2 separate regions of the Oryctolagus cuniculus genome follow, and region 2 is linked to region 1. A link is a contact called in public Micro-C data. All regions are on one chromosome and are shown on one strand. Each heading gives the region's core, a stretch centred on a gene start, on an enhancer-like site or on the middle of the called end of the contact. The rest is flanking DNA. Distances are from core to core; before and after follow the strand shown. Region 1 holds the start of ZNF608 (zinc finger protein 608). Region 2 overlaps LOC138850050 (a long non-coding RNA gene).

The links. Hi-C and Micro-C count contacts between places; a contact is called where the count stands out from the background.
Region 2: a contact with region 1 is called in a Micro-C map of ear pinna, with 3 times the contacts expected there. The contact joins the enhancer-like site here to the promoter of ZNF608 in region 1. A contact is called at or near these places in 3 of 6 Hi-C or Micro-C datasets (ear pinna, embryonic fibroblasts and skin fibroblasts).

The regions. Positions count from the first base shown.
Region 1 is chr6:14,273,540-14,277,716 of mOryCun1.1, forward strand. It overlaps ZNF608 (zinc finger protein 608), which reads right to left and starts at 2,354. Exons shown (of 10, transcript XM_070076059.1): 1 at 2,234-2,354; 2 at 1,986-2,145. The coding sequence starts at 2,027.
Region 2 is chr6:14,527,281-14,531,457 of mOryCun1.1, forward strand. All of the region lies in intron 1 of LOC138850050 (a long non-coding RNA gene), which reads left to right. Among named protein-coding and RNA genes, the nearest start is that of ZNF608, 250 kb to the left of the region's middle. Within about 2 kb of position 2,236, at least 2 of the 8 cell types and tissues checked have an H3K27ac peak or open chromatin away from gene starts, as enhancers often do. A contact at or near this core is called in ear pinna, where this site is marked.

The DNA of each region.
Region 1 (4,177 bases), core at 1,104-3,603:
GAAAAGAGAGAGAGAGAGAGAGACAGAGGCGGGGGGGGGGGGGGTCCGAGACAAAACTTTCCCCAACTTGTGAGTGCGCCTCCGGCCCCGCACTCGAGCCCCGCGAGCAGCGAGCGAGGACCCCGCCGAGCGAGCCCCGGGCGCCCGCCGCCGCCGCCGCCGAGGCCCGCGGCGCCCGCACCGCGGCAAATTAGCGCCGGGGAAGAAAGCGAGGCCAGAAAGCCCTGAAAATCTGGGCTGGATTCCGCCTGTTAGCCGGGAAGTGGCATTTTTCCGCCCTTCCTGACAGATTTGATTTCTCCAACTAACTTAGGAGCCGAGGCGGGGGCGGCGGCGGAGGAGGAGGAGGAGGAGGAGGAGGAGGAAGGCGGGGGAGGAGCGCGGCCGCGGCGCGGGGCACAGGTGTGGGGGCTGGGGGCGGCGGCCGCGCGCGCCGAGGCGAGGGGGCGCGGCCCTCCCACCCGAGAGGATGTGGTGCTTTCCTCTTTTATGTTGTTTTAAGAAAAAGGAACCGAGTTCCCAGGATAGTCCCTGAGGGAGCGGGCGACGCGGGAGGAGGAGGAGGAGGGCGGCCTGTGTCGCTCCAGCCCATCGGTCATGTGGTAATTCGATAATTAGAGTCAGGAAAAAAAAATCTTTTTTTTTTTTTTTCAAGGCGACCTTTTCCAGGACACTTTTCCCCTCCTGGTACTCGGCCGGTGCGTGTCCCCGCGTGTCTCCTCCTCCTCCTCCTCTTCCTCCTCCCGCCGCCCCCGCCCGCGTCGAGTGGCGCGGAGCCCCGGCTTCGTCTTTTTAATTAGCCGGCGTCGGGAAAGCTAAAAGCAGTAATGAATCGGTGATGGATGGGGAGCGCGGGGTGGGGGGCTCCGCGGGAAGCGCGGGGCTGCGGGCGGGGGCGGCGGGCTCGCGGGGCGGCCAACCACCGCACCGGAGCGGGCCCGCCCGCGTCACGTGCGCGCCGCGGGCTCCATTGGCCGTCGTGAGAGCGAAAATGGTGACAAGGTATCAAGAAAATACTGATCTGGTCTTTAAAAAAACACACACACACACACACACACACACAACCAGTCAGCTGCTGACGGTCTGTCCCCGCGCTCGCCCCCGCGCCGGGGCGGCCCGCACGTGCTGCGGGCTTCCCCCGCACCCACCCGAGCCCCGCACCCACCCGAGCCCCGCGTCCTGGGGTCTGCCCGGGGCGCGGGGAGCCCAGCAGATGTTTTGCAGAAACACCTTATAAACCTTTCCTCAACTTCGCTCCAATTTGTCGGCCGGGGCCGGGGGCTGCTCGGGGGCGTTTGAGGGGCTCCCCACCCCCACACTGCCACCCCACCGCCCTCGTAGGAAACAAAGAACCGTCTCGCGAGCTCCCGGGCCGAGCCCGGGAATAAACACACCGTTGTTACTATTTGTGGGTTTGTTTGGGTTGGGTGGGGCCTTTTTTTTTTTTTTCCTCTCTTCCTTTCTCAATGGTATTTGGAGGGCTTGCTTGCTTTTTTTTTTTTTTTTTAAGAGGTGGAAAAAACGGTCCTCATCACCATTGCACTGGGACACGGGTCTGAGATTAAATTATTGGACACTGGGACGTGGCAGGGGGACAGAGACCCGGCTGGGTCCCCTCCCCCTTCTCCGGGCTCGGCCTGGGGAGGGGGCTGCCCCAGCCGGGACAGCAGAGGGAGGGCGCAGGCGGGCGAGAGGACTGACCCTGTGGCCCGGGACCTGGAGCTGCGTGGCTTCCATCGTCCTGCGGGTTGCAGCCCCGCAAGGGCAGCTCGCTGCAAGTCCCCCCGAGCGCCCGGAGGAGCGGAACTGCGTGAGGTTCAACTCACGCTGCAGCCTCCGCTGGGTAACACGGCTCCCCGGCCCGGGCTGCTGCAGAGGCGCAAGCCGGACCCTGGGGCCAGCTCCGCCTTCCAAGCACTCCCCTGCCTCCAGTCCCCGCTAAGCGCCAGAGAGAGAGAAGAGACACACCACGCAACCGTACTTACGGTCTGTCTGGCACCGAGTTGACCTTTTCCTTCTAACTGCATTGAATGTGTGTGGTGGTGGTGGTGGTGGCGGCCGCTTTATTTTGGAAATTCTAATCTCTTCAACAAATTTATTAGGAAAGAAGATGGACCATCAGAGTGTCACAGACCGTCCTGTGTACTTTTTATAAAAAAAAATGTAAAGTTAAAAAAACAACAACAACAACGAAAAAAATCTTCCCCTCCCTCCCCCTGCCCCCAGTGCCTACACGCGCAACCGGCTTGGTGTGCAGCACCGAAATCTGGGCTGGAACTCAACGCACGCACACGCGGGGGAGCGCAGCAGAGCGAGCTCCCAGCCGCTGTACCTGAAAGGGACTTTTCTTTGTTCGCAGTGCCCTTTCGCATCGGGCCAATCAGAGAGCAGCTTTTATGAAACCGGGCCCTCCGATTGGCCGGCTGCTTTCTCGGGGCTACTGGAGGGGGCCGAGAGACACCCGCGTATAAAGCACACCCTGGGCGCGGGTGGGGTGCGCCGGGGGGGTGGGCTGTGCAGACAAAGCGCTTTCTTTTCCAACCAGATCGGGGGTGAGGAACCTCCCGCAGGAAGAGAAAAAAAAATGACTGCCTCATTCACAGAAAACACTTATTTATTAAAACACAGCTCCAACAGGCTGCGAGGCCAGGCTGCCGGTAAATGCAAGGGTGAGGGTGTGCAGGACGCAAAACGCGGTCGCTCGCGGGCAGCGGGAAGCCGAGGAGCGGCGAGCGCCCGGGGGCCGGCCCTTCCCGGCTCCGGGGGCTTGTAGCCCCGGCTCCCGACACGGATGCTGCGAGTCGCGGCTCGGGCCTCGCACCCTCCCCCACCGCAGGGTCCAGCCTGCAACTCCCCCCCCCCTTTTTTTTTTTAACTCGCTGATTAAATAAGAAAAATCGATTCGGGGGTAGAGGCGGTGGTTGGGGGAACCAGTAACCCTTTTGTTGCCAGGCTCCTGGTCCTCGAGCGCTGGCAACCATTGCAGCGCCACTCTGGGAAGAGATTTTCCCTGAACAAGGCTTTTCCACCTGGTCTTAGGCGGCTCCAAAAAAAAAAAGGCTGAAAGATAAAATAAAGCCCCAGCCAACCGAATTAACGCCAAAGGCCAGGATTATTTTTTTTTTAAATGAAAATCGATGGGTGGTAGAGAAATATTCTAGGCAGATTAACCCCTTAGACAAACCCAGGTGGCAATTTTTCAGTCGCCCTATCCTCGCCCCCAGATCTGTAACCCTATCTCGGGGTGGGGGTTAAGTCCTGGAAAGACCGGGACTGCAGCCCCTAGACAGGGAACTTCCTCTGGATTTATGGTGGGAGGAATGCCAGCAGCCGAGTTAATGGGACTGTGAGGTCACAGGATAAGAGAGGTTAATATGAAATAACAAGTTGAGCATTTTACTGTAATAGCTGTTCCAAGGGTACCTAAGCTAACGTGTTTATATATTTTAAACCTTTAGACCACATTTTAAATATTTCATTGCAATTTCCCATTCTTTTCTTCGGGAGATGGAATGTGGACATCTTAAAGCCAGAAAGTGCTGCGAATTTAATCAAAGGCATCAGGATCCCAGGTTTTGAAGGGGCGGGTACTGCTGGGACGGTAACTTCCACGGGACAGTGGAGGTGTCTACCTCACAGGGACACACAGAAGGCGTCAGTGCTGCCAGAAGAGGACCTGTGACTCCCGTGTTCAGCTGTGACTTTGTGGATGGTTATGTCTCGTATCTTAAGCAATGGCTACTGACTCACCTCTGAGCTTTCTATATATTTAGTCCATAAAAAAAATTGCCAATTAGCTGTTTCACTTCCTTACATGAACTAGATTTGACATCACAGGTTGTTACAAACAGCAGTCTCCAGCCTTTATTGGGGTATTTAAACCAGAGGAACACCATCTATAGGTCTTTAGATCTCCCCCAAGTCTATCTGTATTCAAATCAAAGCTGTACATTAAATGAAAGGGGACAAATCAGGTATCTGATATCCACTTATCCTTCATTTTAACTTTGATGTTTGTTTTATGTTCTGGTGTGCCCAGGTTTTTACATGCATGCATGGCCCATTGATGATAACAAAGCACCATATGGTGGTATTTTTTTTTTTTTAACTTTTTTCTTTGAGAAGACTAGTTTCTCAAAGGACCAGATCACTCTTGGGCACTTCCTGAGTCCCTGGG
Region 2 (4,177 bases), core at 986-3,485, 250 kb after region 1:
TTCCTCACTTACTGTTTGTTTTTTTGTGGCGTACATTATAGGGAAGGCAAGATACATGTTGATTGCTCAATCTTATTTCCCACTTTCAAGAACAATGGACCTCTTATTAGCGTCCTCCAGTGTTGACCAATTAATGTCGACGTTGTGTTTCTGATGTGACGGAGCTAAGTGCTTGTGATTAGAGGGATTAGGTGTCCCTGAAGTTTGTGGTTTGAGACACCAAACAGCAAGACATGGAGGACTGAAATGTGGGAGGTGTATGGACGGTCTTCAAAAAGTTCATGAAAACCGTGTATTGTGAAAAACCTGGTCAAGGCTTTCTAAATGTGTTGTGCCAAAAGAAACATCTTTGAAGTTTTCCAGTAATTTTGAAGTCCCCTGGTGTATACAGTGTCATGAAACATAGCACAGTGGAAAATGAAGCAGTAGCTTTCTCAGCCAAAAGAGGACTGAGTAGAAGGTGGGAAGGCGGAGAAAGGTAGAGAACAAACTAGAACCAAAATGGTGGGTGAGCCCTGGGGAATGGAGTGAGAGGTAAGGAGGACGGAGAGGAAGAGGCAGAGGAGGGAGTAGCCTGACATCCTAGCTGGGATCCCAGAGCTGGGGACTGTGTGTCTCCCCTCCCAGGGTGCAGGAGCAGAAGCTGTGGCCTCTTATAGGCAGTGCAAAACCAGTGTGATACTGGAGCAGCTTTTGGTGCAGTGACAGTGGCACCGAGACACCTAGGCAGGGAGGCCACGGACAGCCTCCTGGTGGCCCCAGAACATGCAGAGAACGTGCAATGCACTCTCGGGTCCCAGCTGCGACTTCGACGTGCCGAGAGGATGACAGGGCTGAAGAGGTCTCAGGATTGGATGATCATCACAGAGTTCCAGGAATACGAGGTAGAGGGAGCCTCACGTACAAGTCCCTGTACGTGAGCAGAGGCTGGTGGGAAGAGGGTGGCATGACACCCCCAAAGTGGCAATTAGATGGCTCAGCCCCAGTGAGAAGGACTGGCAATAGTGCAGCCTTGAATTCCATCAGCTCTTACCCTGAAGGGAGTCAACTCTTTCTATTTCATTCTTTCTCTTTCTCCTTCCACCCTCCCTCCCTCCCTCCCCTCTTCCCTTCTCAGAATTGATATAAACTTAGCTCAGTTGATTCTGTTTTCACAGATCGGCGGAAAAATTGTATCTTCCAAATCAAGGTACATTCTGGCACACTGACTTCAGCTGAACTGATGTGAAGAAAGTGCGGTTACTGTGTGTTCATCACTGCACGCAAGCATGGAAGTGGCTCAGTGTTTGATAGAAAAGGCGTCACAGGGAGCGAGTGAGCTCGGTAGCTGTTCCCTAGGCGAGTGGAAAGCAGAGGGACTGGCTTTCCAGCATCACGCCCTTGGCTGGGAGTGGAAGATGGACTCTGAGGGGCTCCCCTTTGGGGTTGTGGCGGCTTCTCCTCTCGGGAGCTTGCATGGAACACATCACATCAGTGAGACTGCACTTTGGTGGTGAAGCAGTATCAATCCATAGACTTCTGGACTTGGCGAGCTCTTGATTATGTAAATCAAGATTGCACCTCAAATCATGCCTCTGTAAATCCTTTGTGTGTGTGGGCGGGGGGTGGGGGGAGGGTGGGAGAGGGGGAAGAGGGAGAGGGAGAGCAAAGCTTTGTGACTTAGAAGAACTGTAAAACACAGCTTTCCTTTGCTATCATTTTAGTAATCCCCTGGTATGAAGGTGAGTTATGTATGTCCCTTCTGGGCAGCTACGGAGGGGCAGACGACTGAGCTAACACGAGCAAGATTCGTGATTCTCAGTAGGTACCATCTGAGTCACCCTAAGTCTTGTTTATAAGCAGAGTTTTGGTGTAGATGTGTCTAAAAGCTTGATAGGTCAGTAACAAATGCATGGTGAAGGAGATACTACTTTTACTGGGTTTTCTTTCAGATTCACAATTGTGAAGAGTTATTTAGATTAGATACTGGCCCATGAGCTGTGTTAATATGAAACCATGTTAAAATCCTGAAATCAACCATCAACCTAACAACCATTCATTGTGTCCAGTTTGACCAGGTTATTAGGCTGGAATATCTATTGTCAGTTTGGCTTCCTCCTTCCAGAAGAAGGGGTCATGCTTTGAACTTGGAATATTTTGGGGTTGTAACAAGGCTTAAATGTGAATTTTGTTTCTATTTTCCTCTCTGCCTGTGTCTCTCGCCCTCTCTCCTACCCTCCTGGTTGTAATTTCAGCAGCCCTACGTTCTCAACATCAAACAGAGGTTAAGGACCGTGTTATTTAAACAAGATGAGTGCATTTGATAATGACCGAGTAAGGAAAGTGGAGGAGGAAGAAAGCAGGGGCGGACGGCAACTCCCAACAGCAGGGCAAGGGGAAAAATGTCTCACCAGTGCCACATTCATAGGTCCACTCTGTAAAAATACTGCTGTCATAACATTATAATTCATCTCCTTAAATTTTTATGTTTCCCACTTTGGAAAACAACTATGTCTAGTATATAATTTTACCCTTTTATTATGACATTTGAGAAAGTAGCCAAGACTGGTTAGGTTTAATTACCCCCATCAAGTTATTTTAGATGTCAGTTTCTACAAGTCATTCACGAAGGGGCAGATGGTAGAAGCCTGTTATTCCAGAATGGCCAGGCTCAGGGAGAGCTAGAGAAAAACAGTGACTCTCTTCTTGGATGTTTGTGGTGTTGAGAAAACATACCCTGAATGTTTGCTTTGGTGATCTCATTGTATGATTTTAGAAGAGCCATCAGCTGATGTGTTTTGTCTGTCTCTTTAAATACTCTTAAGAATGTGGCCCAACTGCATGTTTTCAATCAGAGATAATCAAATAATGAGAGCTGTAGTTGTTTTGAATTTGCCATTTGCTGCTGTTAGTTTCTTCATGGTACTGTCTTGAACTTGGGTTTGAAATGTTAATGTATTCTGATTCCATGACCTCATCTGCATGTGGCAGATGGAGAAATGGAATTTGTACTCTTTGAAAATCTGCATTCCTCAGTGTTCTAAGTTTAGGTAATGATACATCTCTGGACTGTGTCTGTGTTCAGAATGTACTGCATTTGGTCATCTCTGGTCACTAGCACAAACCTTTAATTACTGCCTAAATATAGACACGTATTTTTTTTTTATAAAAGGACATCTTGTGAGTAAAGAATAAAATAAGCACACATATTGAATGGTCTGAGAATGAAACACAAAAATGTATAAAAGTAAGAAAAATGATTCTTTGGGCCATTTAAAATAATGTTGCATACATAAAATAATTAGATTTACCTAAGTTTTTGGTACCATACTGAATAGGATGTGAATGTTCTGAGATTTTACCCTGCTTTCAGACTAGCAAGTTATCCTGCCAAAATTTCATGGATGTTGGCAGAAAACATGAGACTCCCTAGTCAGGGACAAAGAACTATTTGTTATTCACAGCAAAAGCAGTAGGGAGAGGAGCAGCATTTAGCCCGGTTTTCCCAGCCTCAGTCAATTCCTGTTGGGCTACAGAGGGCAGGATGGGTCATGCTGGTCCTCACAGTGGGCTCTGTTACAGGAGTGTGCCACGATGTGGGTATCAGTGTCTGTGTCTTCCGGAGGCCCATGTGTTCAAGACTTGTTCCTGAGGGTGGCGCTATTTGAACTGGTGGAACTTGTAGGAGGTGGGACCCAATGAGGGGTCCTTAGGTCCCTGGAGTGTGCCCTTGGAAGGTAGTTCTTGCATGAATGCTGGAGTTCTCCTGAGCAGGTTGTTGGAACAGCCTGAGTTTGCTTTTCACCCACCCGCTTTGTCTGTGCCTCCCTGCTCACCTCCACGCATGCTCTGCCATTGTCGCCTGCCGCCCTCACAGGGACCAAATCAGTGGGCCACCTCGTCTCACCTGGACCTCCAGATGGTGAAGAAAAGCTGACAGAGGAAAACCGCGTTGAGGGAGTCTGAACCTTAGGCAATAGTCTGTGACTTGGTCCTTGAGAGTTTGTTTTGCTGTTGGAAAGCTGGCCAATAAACAGCTATATCATGTTGTCTTAGGAGGGAAGCACTGTCTCCATCCTTCAAGCCTTTTATCATATGAACACCCTTCAAAATATGCTTTAGGGAAAAGGCAGGTCAGTGAGCCCACCCACCCCCAACATGCGCAGAAACGGCTGGACCCAAGGACGATCACCTCCCA